2 separate regions of the Zea mays genome follow, and region 1 is linked to region 2. The links are chromatin contacts, called in public Hi-C maps. All regions are on one chromosome and are shown on one strand. The core of a region is the stretch at or near the end of the contact, and the rest is flanking DNA. Distances in the headings are between cores, read along the strand shown.

Evidence for each region. A called contact is a pair of places that touch in the nucleus more often than the background predicts.
Region 1: a contact with region 2 is called in a Hi-C map of leaf, with 2.4 times the contacts expected there. The contact joins the enhancer-like site here to the promoter of LOC100381838 in region 2. A contact is called at or near these places in 4 of 25 Hi-C or Micro-C datasets (ear and leaf).

What each region holds. Positions count from the first base shown.
Region 1 is chr2:19,076,978-19,080,620 of Zm-B73-REFERENCE-NAM-5.0, reverse strand. No RefSeq gene overlaps it. Among protein-coding and RNA genes, the nearest start is that of LOC103646076, 9.5 kb to the left of the region's middle. Within about 2 kb of position 2,165, at least 14 of the 20 cell types and tissues checked have an H3K27ac peak or open chromatin away from gene starts, as enhancers often do. A contact at or near this core is called in ear and leaf, where this site is marked.
Region 2 is chr2:19,036,405-19,040,399 of Zm-B73-REFERENCE-NAM-5.0, reverse strand. It overlaps LOC100381838, which reads right to left and starts at 1,777. Exons shown (of 4, transcript NM_001174630.1): 1 at 1,671-1,777; 2 at 1,419-1,579; 3 at 271-494. The coding sequence starts at 1,707.

The sequences.
Region 1 (3,643 bases), core at 916-3,415, 40 kb before region 2:
CAAGGATATGATGGTGCTAGTAATATGCGTGGAGAGTGGAATGGACTTCAGGCAAAGTTTGCAGAAGAGTGCCCTTATGCATATTATGTTCACTGCTTTGCTCATCAATTATAGCTAGCTCTTGTAGCCGCATCTAAAGAGGTAACAGAAGTTCATAATTTTTTGAACATCTTGCTCTTATTGTCAACACAGTTGTGTCTTCTACTAAGAGAAATGATGATCTGCGTGCAAATCAAGTTGCTGAAATAGAGCACCTTATTGAGCTTAACGAGATTGAAACAGGAAGAGGTGCTAATCAAATTGGAACTTTGCAACGTCCTGGTGAAACTAGATGGAGTTCTCATTATAATTCCATTTGTAGCCTTGTACGGCTTTATAGGCCCACATTCTTAGTGCTAAAAGATATCTTTATTGCTAAAGGGTCAGGAACCACAGCTGCGGGGCGTGCAAAGGCTGCTGGTGCTATTAAGTTAATGACATCATTTGACTTTATATTTATTATGCATGTTATGAAGGAACTAATGGGGGTCACAGATTTACTCTGCAAAAAGTTACAGCGCAAATCTCAAGACATTGTAAATGCTATCGATGATGTTGCCACTACCAAAAGGTTGATTCAGAACCTGAGAGACCATGGTTGGGATAGACTTATTAATGATGTGACAATATTTTGCAACAAGCACGAAATCATAGTTCCAAACATGACTGAATTATATGCGGACTACATTCGATCTCGTGCAGAGAATGAGAACACAGTTGAGCATCACTATAGATATGATATTTTCACTAGCGCAGTTAATCAACAAGCACATGAGCTAAACCACAGGTTTAGTGAACAAGTTACAGAACTTTTGACATTATGTGCTTCTTTGGATCCTAAGGATTTATTCATCTCATTGAAAATTGATGATGTTTGCTCTCTTGCTTCAAAGTTTTATCATGCTGGTTTTTCCGAGCAAGAAAGAAGTACCTTAAGGCTTCAGTTGCAACATTATGAATTTGATGTACCTACAAATTCTAAGTTTCAGAATTTGACAACGATTGCTGATCTTTGTCGTCGACTAGCAGAAACTGGGAAATCGGATGAATATTATTTGATTGACAGGTTATATACCATTTACTCTTTAATTTAGTTAGTTGATTTTAATTGGTACAGAAAAAGCTCACACATTTCCTTAACAGGTTGATTCGTCTTGTTCTAACTCTACCGGTGTCAACGGCAACGACAGAGCGTGCCTTTTCTGCGATGAAACTTGTTAAGACAAGGCTTCGAAGTAGGATGGAAGATGAGTTCTTGAGAAATTGCTTAATAACTTACATCGAGAAGGAGATAGCAATTCAATTTTCAACGGATAAACTTATAGATGACTTCGACGCAATTCAAGCACGTAGAGTAGCACTCAAATGAAATGTGAGTTCTTTTAACAGTTTTTGCTGAATTTTAAATTATATGAATGCGGATTTGGTGATTTCTCCTTGCTATATACATATGTGCTATTGATTTCATACCTATATAATAAATAGTATATAGTATATTAGGGGGCAGTTGCTGTTTGGCCCCCTTTATATCTTCTTCCTGGCTCCGCCTCTGTCCACTTTCCTTTATAGCATGTTTGGATGACGATAATGTAGCATAGAATTAAGAATTAGAATCAGTTTTCCTAAATTATGTTATTTAGTTGCACACAGAATCGAGATTTGGAACTAGAGATCCAATTCTCTAGAATTAGACTATAACTAGAAACTACATCTTTCAATATAGAGTGTCTTCCTTCTATATTGCATGGAATTAGACCACACAATTCCAATCTCTAATTCAGCAAAATCCAAATAATATAATTAGAATTACATCTTATTTAAATATTATGGTTGATTTGGTATTAAACTCAATTCAATTTCATACCCTCCAATCAATATCTAAACGGAGCATTAATCAAATTGTAAACGCGGCTTGACTAGCAGCCAGTCTCGCCACGGCTCCGATATGATCAGTTGACCGCTCTCATCTCATTCCCATGTACGAAACAGATCAGAACGCCGCGACCGTCACATGCGCCAGGCGACCGGGTCCCCATTGTTTAAAGCCGGCAGATGCTAAGCTAGATCCATGGCATCTCGCGTCGGCGTCCGTCGCCCTGGCAGTGGCGAATATGAAACGAGGGGACGCGCAGGGCTTGGCGGGTTGGTGCCCGACACGGCTGCTCCTCAGTCCCCTCGGCCCACGATGGATGTGGACTCGTCACTTCCACGTCGATCACTCGTCGCTCGGCTTAGTTTGTGCTCTGCTCTCTCTTCTCTGTTGTCTTCGTCCCTGGCATCCTGGCTCTGGTTGTCGGGATCCGGGAGCTGCCATGTCGGCCGGTGCTTGACTCGGCTCCTGGTTGAATGCAGACGATGGACGGCTCGCTCTTGATCGACGGAAGCCTGACAAGATCCTGTGGATGCACCTAGGCCTGGTAGTAGATCGTGATCCGGCCCTAACCACGGCCCAATCCTAATTTATTATCTATATATGTTACCCTCATACTTTAGGTAGGTGTCGATTATCGTATCAGTACCGATTAACATTAACAGCTGTATTTCATGGTGCTAGGTAGTAGGGATGTCAACGGGTATATATCCATAGGTTAGATCATTTGGCTTTACCAAAAAAAATTATACGTCTTATATCCACTCGTAGATATAGGTCCATACACATACTCGTACCCACATGGTGTCACACCCGGCTTTAAGGAACAAAGCCAGATGCATCTCATACATGCGCCAAAAAAGACAACATATATAATAACAGAGTGTATAGAGATAAATGTCACAATAATCAGAGTACTTATTACATAGCGGAAGACTTACAAAATAAAAGATAAATATAACAGGATCTAAAAATACATCCTTGGCGCGAGAAAGTCAACTGGGAGACGACGACCTAGATCTCTCACGAACACAGCGCAACATCCACCATGCGCCAACCAGTGGTACCTGATCTTGACCTGTGGGGGTGTGAGACAGCAAGGGTGAGCTCACACATGTTCATCGCTCAACAAGTTGTGGGGAATAATGTGACATGAACTCACCAAAGGTGGGAGTTCATGAAGTGTAAGGCTGATCAACAGTAGAGGTTAAAGCTGAGCATTGCTTTTATAAGTTGGTCAAAATTTTATTAGCAATTACTAGATGTAAATAAATACCAAACCTTAAATAAAAGTAATAGAACAAAATTAATAAATAATCCCATGAATATGCAAATGACAAATTGAATTTAAGTCCCATAAATTAATCATCGGAGAGTCCTGAGCCGCTCATGACCGTGAGCTCGGCTAGTATACCAGTTTTACACTCTGCAGAGGTTGTACCCTTTACCCACAAGTCGTGTTTCCCATGTCGCCAGGGTTAGCTAGGCCCTTAGACACTACCGAGGTGAATGGCTAGGGATCCACTACGAGGCCTTTACAAAGTTCCACTAGCTTCCGAAAACCTGCTACAGTTTATGGGAAGAGCACTTGCAAGAATCCCTCGTCTGACCGCCATCGCAGCAAAATCAACCCAAGAACCTCCTTGCATGCAACTCCCCTACTGCCCTTGCCCCTTTCGGGTAAGGTAGTCTTCCACTAGCTTTCCTAATTAGTTAGCCAAGGGGTCCCATTCC
Region 2 (3,995 bases), core at 528-3,027:
AATCCTACAAATCCAGGTTTATGGTTGCCTCTCAATCCATTCAGTTTGCACGAATGCATACATCAACTCACTATCAATTGCATAAAAGATTCAATTCAGTATGTCTGTCCGACACTGATTAGGACCCCCCCCCCCCCCCGGACACACACACACAAAAGTTGTAGTAATAGTAATATTAAGAGTAAGAATAGTAGTAATACAACAACAGCAATAATAGCATGGACAGTAACAACAGATAAGCACTCTCCTTGAGCTAAAAGAGGGGCATACCCTTGGATCAAAGCGTTAACTTGCGGCCACAATTCCTCATCCCTTAATTTGTTTATTTTTCTTGAAATCTTGGCAATAACGCGCACAGCTATCCTTATCTTTGTTGAAAGCTTTCTCAGCAAATTTCGAGTTGCATCAATCTTTTGAGGCTCTGCACCCTTTTGATCTAATAATTTCAGTCGCTTGGAGTTCTTGGAAATAAGTAGGCGCATTTTCTCCTCGGCCTGCATGAGAAATACATCAGCCGAGATAAAGAAAACATTATTATAAAAACAAGAGAGTAAGTGTGAAAAACTGAAAATCTGTATGGACATAATCTATTGAACTATAACATTATCAAAATCAATGATACAAAATAAATTCATAATGTGGCATGTCCAAATCAAGAAGATGGTTGCAGTTTCAAATAAACAAAAGATAGTTCTATTTACTGTTTTTGAATGAACCGGTTCTATTTACTGTGACATGTAAAACTGAAAGCAAATGGCTTCTCAAAATATATCCACTTGTTCTCCCAGGTTCCACTAGTTGGCCCAATAACTCTCCATTAATACAGATCAGAAGAATATTTTAGAAGGTTAACGGGACATGTTCTTACAAATCTGACCGTTGGGCTTCTAGAAAGCCACTTTCCGTGGTGGGTATTATTCTAACTGGACCCTTCGTTAACATGACCATGACCTGAACTATACACAAAAAATACTGCTAGCAAACGACTGTGTTAGTAAAACTAATCAGTTAATACTAGTCAGAAACATATTAGGTTGCAAATCATAGACTTAGCAGTCTGCCTTTCTTAAAAGCATGAAGTTAAGGATTTTGCTGCATATATGCAAAAGTCAAAATAACATTAACCTTCGCTTAGCAAAGTACTGTTGGTGGCCAGCGCCATTAATTAGTTTAGTAGAGGTTAATCATGGTTTAAGACTAAGGCATAGTTTAATGTGGATTCTGACTAACATAAAACTAACAACACACATTGAAGTGACATGATTGCAGTATACCATACAACATTATCATTTAATTTCCATTGAACATTTCCATAAACCAACAATATCATAGCTCCAGACTCCAGTTCATAGATCAGTTCTACTGTAATATAAGTTTAAAAACAAGGACAGCTCTTTATCAGAAGATGGTGACCATACCTTGACCTCAGCATACAGCTTCCTCTCCCAGAAATAGAGTTTCTCAAGTGCCGAGGATAGGCTCTGCGAGTCCACCATCGCTACCACTCCGACGTCCACGGCGTCCATGTCTTTGCACCCCAAATGAGCCACGGAGATAGCCGACATCATCTTTGAGGAAGCTGAACAAAGAATTAAGCATCAAGTGCACAAGTTACTGACAATCCGAGTCGAATTGGGCATGAAGTAGATAAGATGTACGGAGTAGCTCACTGCGGCCTTGGTAGCTTGGCCTCCCGACTTCGAGCATTGGCGCGAGCTGCCTAGCCGCCTCGGCCGTGCGGACAAGCTGTGCCTTGATTTCACAAGCTACATTCTCCTTGTCGACGGCCCTCCGCGTGGGAGGTGGTGGAGCGTGCACCGACACATTACCATGTGCGGTTGGCCTTCGCCGTAACTCACCGATGACGTCGATAATATTCTCCGCCTGGTCGAGCTCGGCGGTGGCACTGACACCGCCGAGCGAGCTGCGCCGGCTGCGGGCTCCGCCGCTCCCAGGTGCTGAGTACTGCCCGGCCACCTCGTTCACGACCACGCTGTCTTCGTCGTCGTCATCTTCGAGGTCCGGGATGCCCTCCTCCTCGCGCACCTCCCGCGAGCTCCGGCTCGGCGTGTAAGGCGCCGCGGCCGCAGTAGCTGCCGTGGCGGAGTCGTAGTAGTACGTGTCGTATTCGTACGAGTCGTAGTTCTCGAACACGTTGAGGAAGTCCCACGAGCTCGCCTTCGGCGGCGCAGGCGGAGCCGCCCGCTGCAGCGCGGCCGGAGCGGGAGGCGGGATCGGGGCCCGCTGGGCGCTGTAGGCGTACTGCTGCGGGTAGCCGCCCGCTGCGTCGAACGAGCCGAAGCGCACTACGCGCTCTGGCGGCCCCGGAACGCGCTGCGTGACGGCGACGGACGCGGGGGGCGGGCGGCTGCGAGCGTAGTAGAACTGCAGCGAGCCCGCCGGCGTCGGCGGGTACGCGTACGCAGGCTGCGTCGCGTAGTCGTACTCGTACCCGTACGCGGCGTGGTGCGGGTGCGGGTGCTGCAGCTGCTCGGGTACGCGGCGCGGAGGGGATTCTGCCGGCGATGGCGGCTCCGATCCGGGCGACGCGCCGAACTGGAGGTGCGAGGAATGGCCGTGGGCAGGCTGCGGCGCGGAGGACGACGGGCGGAAGGACCGCGGCAAACGGTCCGCGGGCGCGCCGCCGCCCTTGCGCGCGGAGGGCAGTGTGAGCCCCGGCGACTCGGCCTGCAGGCGGAGGAGGCGGTGCAGCGGCGCGGCGACCGAGTCGATGGAGTCCGCGAGTGCCGCGTGCGCGTCCGCGAGCGCGTAACGGTGGCGGACGGCCGCGGCGAGCAGCTCGGCACGGGCACGGCAGAGCGCGACGGCCTCCTGGTCGTCGAGCTTGGACCCCTTGCACCCCATCGCGTGCCTGGCGCCGGCGCTGGTGGCTGGCTGCTGCTGGCGCGAACGAACGGTACAAGTACGACGTGCGCTCAGAGGTCTGGACTCTGGAGTGAAGTGGAGCAGGCAGGGAGTGTATAACCCCTTCCTTCCTACTCGTACTTGCCCGCCATTATGGCGTTCGGTGGCCTTTGGTCTTGGTCGTCCGGCGCGGCGACGGGGCGGTTCGGCTCGGCGGGCTGATGGCGCAATGATGCGGTCACGCGCGCGGGCGGACCGACGGACGGAGAGGTAAGTAAACGTGGAAGCCCCCAAGCGGAAGGTGGAGGAGGCGGGCTGGGGCTTGGCCTCGGGCGAGACGACGTCAGCGGGGGAGATCGGGGTTCGAATCTTCTATTTTATTTGTTTGCGCATTTGTTTTTCCGGGGATTTATCGTGGCAGCGCACCGTTTTTTGTTGCCTACTAGCAGCAAGCAGTACGGGCGAGCGAGGCGAGTGGGCGCGGGGGCCGTCGTCCGTGCACCGTGGACCGGGGGTGCGGAGCGGAGGAGCGGCGGCAGGAAAAGACCGGAGGAATGTGACACGCCCATAGCCTTTGGACCGCGGACAGACAGACAGACAGGCCGAGCGGGGAGTAGGAGTGGTTTCAACCCCCCTCCCCGCGCCCCACCATTCCACCACCTCGGTGGCTCAGCCACGGTCCACCGAGGAGTGGGCGGCGACGCCGACGGGTGCTCGCCGGGATCGGAGCGCGGCGCATTTACGCTTGTCTCGCTCGGCCGGCCTGGAACACGCAGGTGGTAGGGTGGCCGGCGCTTGCCGGCTGGTCGGGGCGCACGCTACGCAGCCCCGCCGCTCAGGGCTGCGGCCATGACGTGCACTGTTTGCGCCGTCTCTCTGCTGGTCCGTGCTCTCGAGAAACAGTGATAATCCCTGACTGCCCGCGGGCGTCCTCTATTCTGGTGTGGCACATGGACGGAGTACTGGAATTATCAGCGATCCATTTCTCCGTGTTTACAGTTTACCGTCCCAGGACAGCATTGAATTGGGCCGGGAAGTCAGGGCGCAGGTCGTGTCGCTAGAGTGCCAGTCTCCTGCAATAAAAACTGTTATTCAAAAAAAGCTTAATTTAATTATGTACACCAATATTT